Regions from separate parts of the Mus musculus genome. Here region 2 is linked to region 1. A link is a contact called in public ChIA-PET data. All regions are on one chromosome and are shown on one strand. Each heading gives the region's core, a stretch centred on a gene start, on an enhancer-like site or on the middle of the called end of the contact. The rest is flanking DNA. Distances are from core to core; before and after follow the strand shown. Region 1 overlaps Maml3 (mastermind like transcriptional coactivator 3). Region 2 has its middle 7.3 kb from the start of Gm40047.

Region 1 (4,586 bases), core at 1,375-3,874:
AGGGTAGGGATCAGACAGGCGGGGTCTGTGTGAAAAGGGACAGCCTGAAAAGAGCAAAAGGCAGGGTGTAACCAGTGCTAGAGTTTTATTAGGCATCTGTCCTGATTAGCTTTAACTGTCACCTTGACGAAGCCTAGAGTCATCTGGAGGACAGCCACTGCGCAGGAATTCCTAGAGCAGAGTGTATGTGTGCAGCTGTCTTGATTGTTCACTGACACAGAAAGGCTAGCGCCCACTGCGGGCAGCTCCGGCTCCATGTAAGAAGGCGTATAGACCATGCTGCTAGCGGGCAGCGTCCTCTGGCTCCTGCAGTAAGCACTTCTGGGTTGGGAAGTGAGTTCCTCGGTGGATGTGGTGCTGTGTGGAACAGCAAGCAGGCCTGCCCGCTAGCTCTTGATGGAGTACTTCCCTCAAGGATGGCTGTGATCTGGAGTTGTAGGCGGGCATAAACCCTTTCCTTTCCTAAGGGGCTTTGTGCAGCATATTCAGGTCAGATGGCTTATTTTGGAAGGTAAAGATTAAGGATGATGGGGAAAGGTTTGGATGCAGGAAGGTTTTAGAGGGGTACCCCTCAACTGGTGTACTGGGCAGGTGGCACTAACAAGAACAACAGTGAGAGCCTTCAGTCAGATGGATGGAAGACTCTGGAATGGCAGGACTATACAAACGACAGGCAGACTGATAGGGATCCTGGCTTAGTATGTCAACATGAAACTTTTGGTTCTTGCTTGATCACTCCTGAGAGACCACTGTAGGTCTATCCACCTTGGCAGTGAGCATCTTATCCTCCACCGTGGTTTCAGATAGAAGCTGGGGTGGGCCCAAGGCTCAAGGAACGGTGCGGAAGATAAGGCAGAAAGATGGCCAGAGCCAGAGGATCAGGGAGCTTGCTGTGAGATTTGTCTCCCAGTGATGTCAGAAGCATCTGCTGAACAAGCATGACACCGATGGACATGCCCAAACAGGATGGAGAAAAGCCCACGAGGCCTCACTCCTACCCACAGAACTACACAGGCAAACGAGGGAAGCTGGGCGTGGGAGAGGTGGCCTTCTCAAAGGAAGAGCAGACCAGCCACAGTGGCAAATGGTCAGCGCTGAAAATATACACACAGGCAGCGTTATACAGACCAAACGTGTTATATTTAGAGAATATATATATATCCATATATGCATGCATTAGCGATTAGTGAAAAAGGGGACATGGATTTGAAGCAGAGAGGGGAGGCTTATGGGTGGGTCTAGAGGGAGGAAAGGGAAGGGAGAAATACTGTAATTAAATTATAACCCCAACCTCATTACCCCAAAAAGGAAGAAACTTGAGTCTTGGCCAACAGCTTAGTCTTCCAAAGCTCCAGTTTTGTAGAGATCTGACACATTAGAGGCTCAACTCAATTTCACATTGCTATACATGACAGGCAGGTTCCTTGGCCTCACGAAACCTTCTTTTCCTCACATTAGAGAGGAAAAGATGAAATAGCACAGACTGTGTATCATGCTGTAGACATAGCTATGTAACGCGCACAGGACACCTGGCTACCCGCCTGTGGTGATCTCCATGGGGAATGCTCTCCGTTAGCTTATGCATGTGAATCCTTGGTCCCCGCTGGCCGCACCATTGGGATTTTGCTGCAGGAAGCATGTCACGGGAGTGGCCGCCAGACTGCTCCAGTTTGTTCACCCCGCTTTCTGCTTGCCATACGATGTGTTTGCATATGCGATCTCGGCTTCCTCATCCGGTTGCCATGCACGCTGCTGGCTGCCATGCTCCCCGCCATGCTAGACCCTCATCCCTCTGCCAGAAGTTGCTTTTGGCTGTGGTGTTTTGTCACAGCAACAACAATGTGACTAATACACAGCTGCAGGACAAACAAACAAAACAAAACAAAAAAGGCCTCCAAGTGTATTACCTACCCATCAGGATAAACTGCGGCTCCCATTGTCCTTCTTCATAAAGGACCCAAGAGGCTAGGCTGCGTCTCACTCTTCCTGAAGCTGGGACACCTTTCCTTGTCTTACACCCTGCCCTCCCCGGGACATTTAAAAGGCCCTTGTAGTTCTAGTTTCTTAGAAAGGCTGTGAGCAGTCCTGATTTTGGCGGTAGAGAGCCTACTTTGAATCAAGATAGGAATAGACATTCTGCATGCAACAGTTTACCAAGGCCCCAGTCAGTCAGCCAAGACCTTTCCAGCATGGCCAGAGTCTTCTGAGTCATTCTGGACCCTAATTTCTGTACAGAGCTCAAGGGCAGTCTTTGAGGGTTCTATAAACATTGATGCTTTCCTGACATATAGACTTCTTAGAATGGTCTTACTAGAGCTGCCAACGAAATCGAAAACAATGTTTGTACATTCAGAAATTTCATTAAAAAATTAATTTGTGATCTTTGCTCTTAAAACCCTAGTTAGTGGTCACAATGTTAGCTGTTGTTTTTAAATCTCTCTTTTACATTTAAGATTGTTTCTAAAAAAAAGCAATAAACTTATTTTAAATCTAGGAATACAAGGTAATATTTATTGCCTGTTGAAAGAAATAAATTGTGGACTCTGTCCATGCCATGGGATTTGCTGGCATTACATGTGACTGTTGGTGATGATGACAGCCTGGAACATGGAAGAGGTTCTTTATAAATCAATAACCAGAGTGGGGGGAGGAGGGGGCTGGCACTTTGGTGATTTCATTTCTAGCCACAGCTGGCCAGATTGCTTATTGGAAAATAAAAGTCATGGTAAATTGAGCTTGACGGTAACCAGGCTTGACTGTGTAGACCCAGTTCTCCACTTGCAGCAGTTAGAGTGTGTGGAGGCGGGGAGGTGACAGGAAAAGGAAGCCTGTCTGTCACAGATCCATCTTCCTTATCTTGGAGGGCACAAGTCATCTGCTGTTTGTGTGAGTGCTGCTTTCTGCCAGCTCCTGGGCTCTGTACATTCTTAGCGTCTCTGCATCGCCTCAAGTGCAGCCATTTTGCCTATCCTGTTTCTCAAGAGGGAACAAAAATCCGAGCCCCGCTGTCCACTAAGTTAATCATTTAATCTTAAAAACCCAAGGGCTGGAGAGAAGTCTCAGTGGCTAAAAACATATAATGCTTGGTTGGGGGACCTGCAGTTGGTTCGCAGCACCCATGCCTAGTGACCCCCAAATGTCCTACAGCTCTGGCTCCAGGGGAGCTAGCTAACACTTCTGGCCTCCCCAGACACCTATGGGATGCCCATACCCACCCCCATGTATACATATAATTGAAATTTTCTCTTTGGTCTTAAAAAAAAAAAAAGCTGCTACTGCAGCCACTTTCCAAGTGTTCTTAGCTATATGCGGCTAATGACTTCTGTGTTGGGCTATATGACAACACATCAGTCCTCACTTCCCAGAATGTTCTAACAGACAACTGCAATTCAGAAAACCAAACTGGTACCAAGAAGCCCTTCTTTGTCCCCTGATTCTGAGGTCACGATAACCTTTGTGGTAAAAGTGCTAACTGACTCTGCTAGAATGTGGCCAGTCTCTAGCATCCGGTATCTTCCTAGACCGCAGGGAAACACAAATATTGCCACCCGGGCTGTGGTGCAAACACCCTGAAACCCGAGACAAAGTGTCCACCTTGTATTTCCCTTTAGAAACATTGAGCCATGTGTGTCTTCAACCCAGCAACAAGAGACCAGAGGGTGTTTACCTTGTATGAGCCCCTCCCACTGCTACGCGCAGTTGTAACAAACTTGTTTTTTATCATCTGTATGTGACTACGCAGGTGTTTTGAGGACCAAGAACTACAGAGGCTGTGATAACCTTCCCCTGCTCAGGATAGCCATCAAAGTCTTTGCTTTACCCTTTTAGGATGCTCAGTCTTCCAAACTGTCATTCCAGCCAATGAACTGGCTGGAGTCCCAAGTGCATCGCTCTCTGGATGCTGCTTGTGACAGGTACTACGAATTCCTGTTTTTTTTTTTTTGTTTTTTTTGTTTTTTCTTTTTTTCACTTTTGGGACAAGGTCTTGCTATGTAGCCCAGCCTAGTGTCAACTTGTGATCCTCCTGCCTCATCTTCTTTTTTTAAAAAATTTTTATTAGGTATTTTCCTCATTTACATTTCCAATGCTATCCCAAAAGTCCCCCATACCCACCCCCCACTCCCCTATCCACCCACTCCCACTTTTTGGCCCTGGCGTTCCCCTGTACTGGGGCATATAAAGTTTGCAAGTCTCTCTTTCCAGTGATGTATTAAAAAAGTGATGTATTAAAAGATGGCCGACTAGGCCATCTTTTAATACATATGCAGCTAGAATCAAGAGCTCTGGGGTACTGGTTAGTTCATATTGTTGTTCCACCTACAGGGTTGCAGTTCCCTTTAGTTCCTTGGGTGCTTTCTCTAGTTCCTCCATTGGGGGCCCTGTGATCCATCCAATAGCTGACTGTGAGCATCCACTTCTGTGTTTGCTAGGCCCCAGGATAGTCTCACAAGAGACAGCTATATCTGGGTCCTTTCAGCAAAATCTTGCTAGTGTATGCAATGGTGTCAGCGTTTGGAAGCTGATTATGGGATGGATCCCTGGATATGGCAGTCTCTACATGGTCCATCCTTTCATCTCAGCTCCAA
Region 2 (4,536 bases), core at 824-3,323, 830 kb after region 1:
TCACTGGTCCTCAGCTGTCCCCCCTTCCTGCCAGCCATTGCTTCCGTATACCTCCCACACCTTTCTTTACTGTCAAGGCGACAACCTTTCACCTTTATCCTTCAGAGGGTCCCATTGTCACTCGACTACACAAATCTTCCCCCAATTTATTCCTCCTTCTCCCCTTCTTTATCTTTATTCTTTCTGCTTTTGACTGAGTATTTTTGATCTGTACTTCCTTAGTAAGGATCTTTTTTTTTTTTCATTTACGTTATGCATGAATGCATTCATTTATCCAATCAGCCTTTCAAATTTAGCTTAAGGAATGTTTTAATGAGGAAAATATAAACCCATATACTAAATGGGAAAAGAAGACATATAATTCCTGCTCTCAAACACCTTGAGGAACAGCAAAGGGCTTTTGTACAGTGAGTTCCCTTGAGGTAACAAGGTAACTGGAACGTGGCAAAAGGTCAAGTTTTGGAGCTTTGTATACCTGGATTTCAAATTTTGGCACTACCAGTGTCTAGCCATCTGCTTTGGCGTGAATAACTCCAAACACCAAAATGGTAGTTTGGGTAGTTGTGGTATGTGATAGTTTATCTTGACCATAACCTTGATTGACTTGAGAAGTGCCTGGAAGGTGGTAAAACACACTGCTACCCATCTCTGAGGATTCACAAAGTGGGAGATGACCCAGCTTGGGGATCAGTTACCCCACCTATGGACTAGAAACCTAGGTAGGATAAAATGGGTAGAAGAAGGGAGCCTGGAACCACAGACACTCTTTGTGATTTCTGGGAGCCTTGATATGGATGGCTCTGCTTAACCATCTTCTCCTAGCTGCCCATGAAGGGCTGAAACACCTGGGGCGCTCAGTCCAAGTTCTTCCTTTTCTCTAAGATATTTCTCTCAGGTGTGTGCCACATCTGAGTGATGAAAAGTCTGAAACAGTGTCATAAAGGTAATATTATCTTATTTAATGTCACATGTTCCTGTGTGCTGTGTACTGTCATTAGCCCTACAGATAAGGAAACTGAGGCCCTGAGATAAGAACTCAGATGTTCTTATTGAGAGCATTCCGAGAATCTCTGATTCCACACATAAAGCTACCTTAACTTCTCTGAGAATATAGACTCCGGCTTCCTTAGTATCACAGACTGGAACCTAGTTTTATAAACTCTTCGCAGGGGTTATCACATATTCAACAGATTTCTTGCTCAGCTAGAACGGCACCCTGTCAATTTTCCTGCTCAGGAGATAAGACTGTGTATCTGCAGGATCCATTCTCTCATGTAGACAACGAGGGCATCAACAGATCATAATTACCATCAAGACCGGGTACCCTCTCTGTGCTGTGTGGTTACACATATGAGCTCCTGGTATCTTACAACCCTGTGAAGTAAACATTATCAGTCAAATTATAGACGGGAAGACTGTATAGGTAGATGGTAAGACTTCCTTTAGCTGCTTCTGTGGTAGGTATTATCATTAATCAGTGGAGTAGCTGCAAAATGATAAAGTACATCAGAGAATAGACAGGAGTCCAGGTCTGTTTGATTCCAGGGCTTTATTTTATTTTATTTTTTTTATCATGAACCGTGACAAAAAGTGCGGGCTCAGAGCAGCTTTAGATAAAGAGAGACTAGTTTTTTCCATGGAGTATTTCATCTGATGGATTGTTTCCACTCCAATGAACTACAGCTCCAGTCCCCAATGCTACTCCAACGACACTAGGATTGAGTAGACTGCCACTTTCTGTACAGGGGTTGAATCCAGATGTTTTCTTCAGTGATGATGCCTCCATAACCAGCCAGAGACCTTAGCACAATTGACCACATTGGAGGTGTCATTGTGACCTTAGAGCCTAGCACATAGGCCCCAATTCCTGACTAAACCAGAACAAAGTCCTACCTCATCAAAGACCCAGTCCATAGTTCCAGGGTCTGGAATAGCCCCTTAAATGTACTAAAATTTTTTTTTGACTTCTTCAGTTTTGCTTCTTGCTAACTGTTCTTGTTAACTAAAGTGTGTCATCCAGGATGTGGGTTTAGTGCATAAAAGGCAAAGCATGGTGAAGTTTGGGGCTATACCATTTGGGCAAGTTTCCCACGCAGTTGTCAGCTGGCAATAGTCTTTCTATTCATCGTTAAGACCGTCTATGTGTGCTCTTTGGTGGAATTATCTTGCAACATCCCAGGCCTCCTGCCGGGACTCAGAGCACATTATTTTCTTATGCGGCACTTTTGTGTGACATAAGCAATTTAAAGGAAGAAGAGTTTATTTTGGGTAAGGATGTCAGAAGGTTCAGTCTACCATGGCAGGAACAGCTCACATTAGAGTAGAGAGGAAGTGGAGTGGAGTGGTGCAGGAAGATGTGAGTACAAGAAAAAGTCCTTCTACCTTTTACCACCTCCCCAGTGACTTCGTTCATCATCCAGTTGGTCAATAGAATAACCCATTTATTAGGTCAGAGCTCCCAATAATTTAATTATATTTGGGAGTCTCTCTCTCTCTCTCTCTCTCTCTCTCTCTCTCTCTCTCTCTCTCTCTCTCTCACACACACACACACACACACACACACACACACACACAGATAAGCTTCAATAATTCTGAGGGTGAGTTGTAATCTAATCTAGCTGACAGTCAGAATTAACCACCCCATCTGGCTCACTCCTGAGCCTCAGACAATGTTAGGCAAGCATAAAGAATGAACGGCAGCAGGTCTCGAGGCGTGTTCTGCATACATTTTCTTCTTCAGGATGTTAGCAGATGCTCATCAAGCAGGGAACAGGGTGCCCACTCTCTTACATAATGAGGCTGGACCTCTTTGCTCCTCGGAAATGTTCAATGTCCACTTTCTGCCTTCTGAACAGGAGCCTAGACGTTCTGGGTCTCCAGCCCTGAATATTACTTTGTATTTCCATTCCATTTCTGCTTCACTGTGATGCTTATTTTGGTGTTCTTGAGATGGACTATGTCTTTTCTTATTTATCCTTTGTTGTGAGGCAAGGCCTTGCTATATGTAGCCAAGGCTGGCCTGGAATTCTGGATGCTCCTGCTTCAGTCTTCCCATTGATGTGACTGTCAATGTCTACCACTGTACACTCTCTGTACACACTGTACAATGTCTACCACTCTTTTAAATTTTTCTTGATATATGTTTTACCTCTTATTGATGGGCATGTGTGCGTGGTACAGAGAACCATGCCCAAGTGAGCTCTTTGGACCACGTGTCCTAGGTCAAGTTTTGTACTGCAGAATGTTAGGGAGCTCTGTGTTCTGTGACTATCAAGAGTAGACTAGCCAGTGTCCTGCTTCCCTAATTCCTGAGGCTGAGGGCTCAGCTTGTTTGCTGCTTCTGCTTCTCGGTCTGTGAGACTCCCTTTGGAATGGGTGCCAGCGAGCCTGGAAGTGATGGGGAGGCCCCTTTAGAAGAACTAAAAGTTATTTGGGTTGCGTGGGAGGTGCGACAGCTGCTTTAGGAGGTCCTCACAGCTGAGCGTTCAAGGGATGATAGGTGTTTCTGGAAACAGGGAACGACTTCATTTCTGCTGTGCTAGAGCACTCTGAGGGGCTTGCCAAAAATCTCTTCTAAAAATGTGACTGTTAAGAACTTAATTTTCTTGGGTTGGAGAGATGACTGAGCAGTTAAAAGTATTTGTTGTTCTTCCAGAGGTCCTGAGTCCCTCAGGAAGATTCCATAAGGGTGAGGGTTATCCAGGGGATAGACAAACCTTGACAATAGGGACACTTATAGTAGATGACAAGAAGGAATCTAGACAGAGATAGGTCTTGGCAAAGGATAGAAGGGTTGGCCTTGTATAAGGAGAATTTTTTTTTTTAAAAACTAGACTTGGGATCATGGGTGCTGGTATTAGGAAGACACAACTTTCCATGGCTGTCAGAACACACCTGCCCTCGGGAGTCTGGGATGCATCCAACCTCCGCTGGCTAAGGACTGCAAGAGAGTCTGGCTCAAGTCTCGCCTGGATGTAGAGGTCAAAGACCTCACTCCGGAGAGAGAAAGGATTGCATGCAGGCAAAGAGTAACTCTGGGCTCCCAGCTATGCACATATTGGATAGCCATAAATAGCCTTGATCCGCACTTGAACTTGTCTGCCTAGAACTTGTTCTTCATTCTGTTCTCTACTCAAAAGTCACTTCCCCGTGGACTAGCCTGGGGCTATTCCTTCTTGCCTCTTGATGCCAGATGAAGAACAACATGAGCACTTGTTGCCTGCCTGTCCTCTCCGGACAACGAGTTCAGGGAGGATGGGGCTGCCTCTTTCTGACCCTTCTCTGTCACCATGTAGTCTCTCCCACTTCCATTAAGGAACAGCCTTGTCTGTTGGAAGAATGAGTAAATGAGCCTCAGCAAAGACCTTCAAGACTTCAGCCAGCTGACTAGAAACTGTGACTTCTGCAAGTTCAAAAACTCTCTGCAGTTTTAAGCTCGTCTCTTGATCTCAGTCAAAATAAAAGGGTTGTAGAGATGAAAAAAAGTGATATGGGAATATTCAAAAAGCAGATCAGCACCCCCATGCCATTTGGGGC

What was found. ChIA-PET counts read pairs in DNA pulled down with a chosen protein or histone mark.
Region 2: a contact with region 1 is called in an RNA polymerase II ChIA-PET map of memory CD8 T cells, with 6 read pairs. The contact joins two enhancer-like sites. A contact is called at or near these places in 1 of 115 datasets of contacts at active chromatin or transcription factors (memory CD8 T cells) and 1 of 9 other capture datasets (embryonic stem cells).

The regions. Positions count from the first base shown.
Region 1 is chr3:51,741,792-51,746,377 of GRCm38.p6, forward strand. The region is part of intron 2 of Maml3 (mastermind like transcriptional coactivator 3); the gene reads right to left. Among named protein-coding and RNA genes, the nearest start is that of Gm46803, 36 kb to the left of the region's middle. Within about 2 kb of position 2,625, at least 103 of the 459 cell types and tissues checked have an H3K27ac peak or open chromatin away from gene starts, as enhancers often do. A contact at or near this core is called in memory CD8 T cells, where this site is marked.
Region 2 is chr3:52,570,583-52,575,118 of GRCm38.p6, forward strand. No RefSeq gene overlaps it. Among named protein-coding and RNA genes, the nearest start is that of Gm40047, 7.3 kb to the right of the region's middle. Within about 2 kb of position 2,074, at least 48 of the 459 cell types and tissues checked have an H3K27ac peak or open chromatin away from gene starts, as enhancers often do. A contact at or near this core is called in memory CD8 T cells, where this site is marked.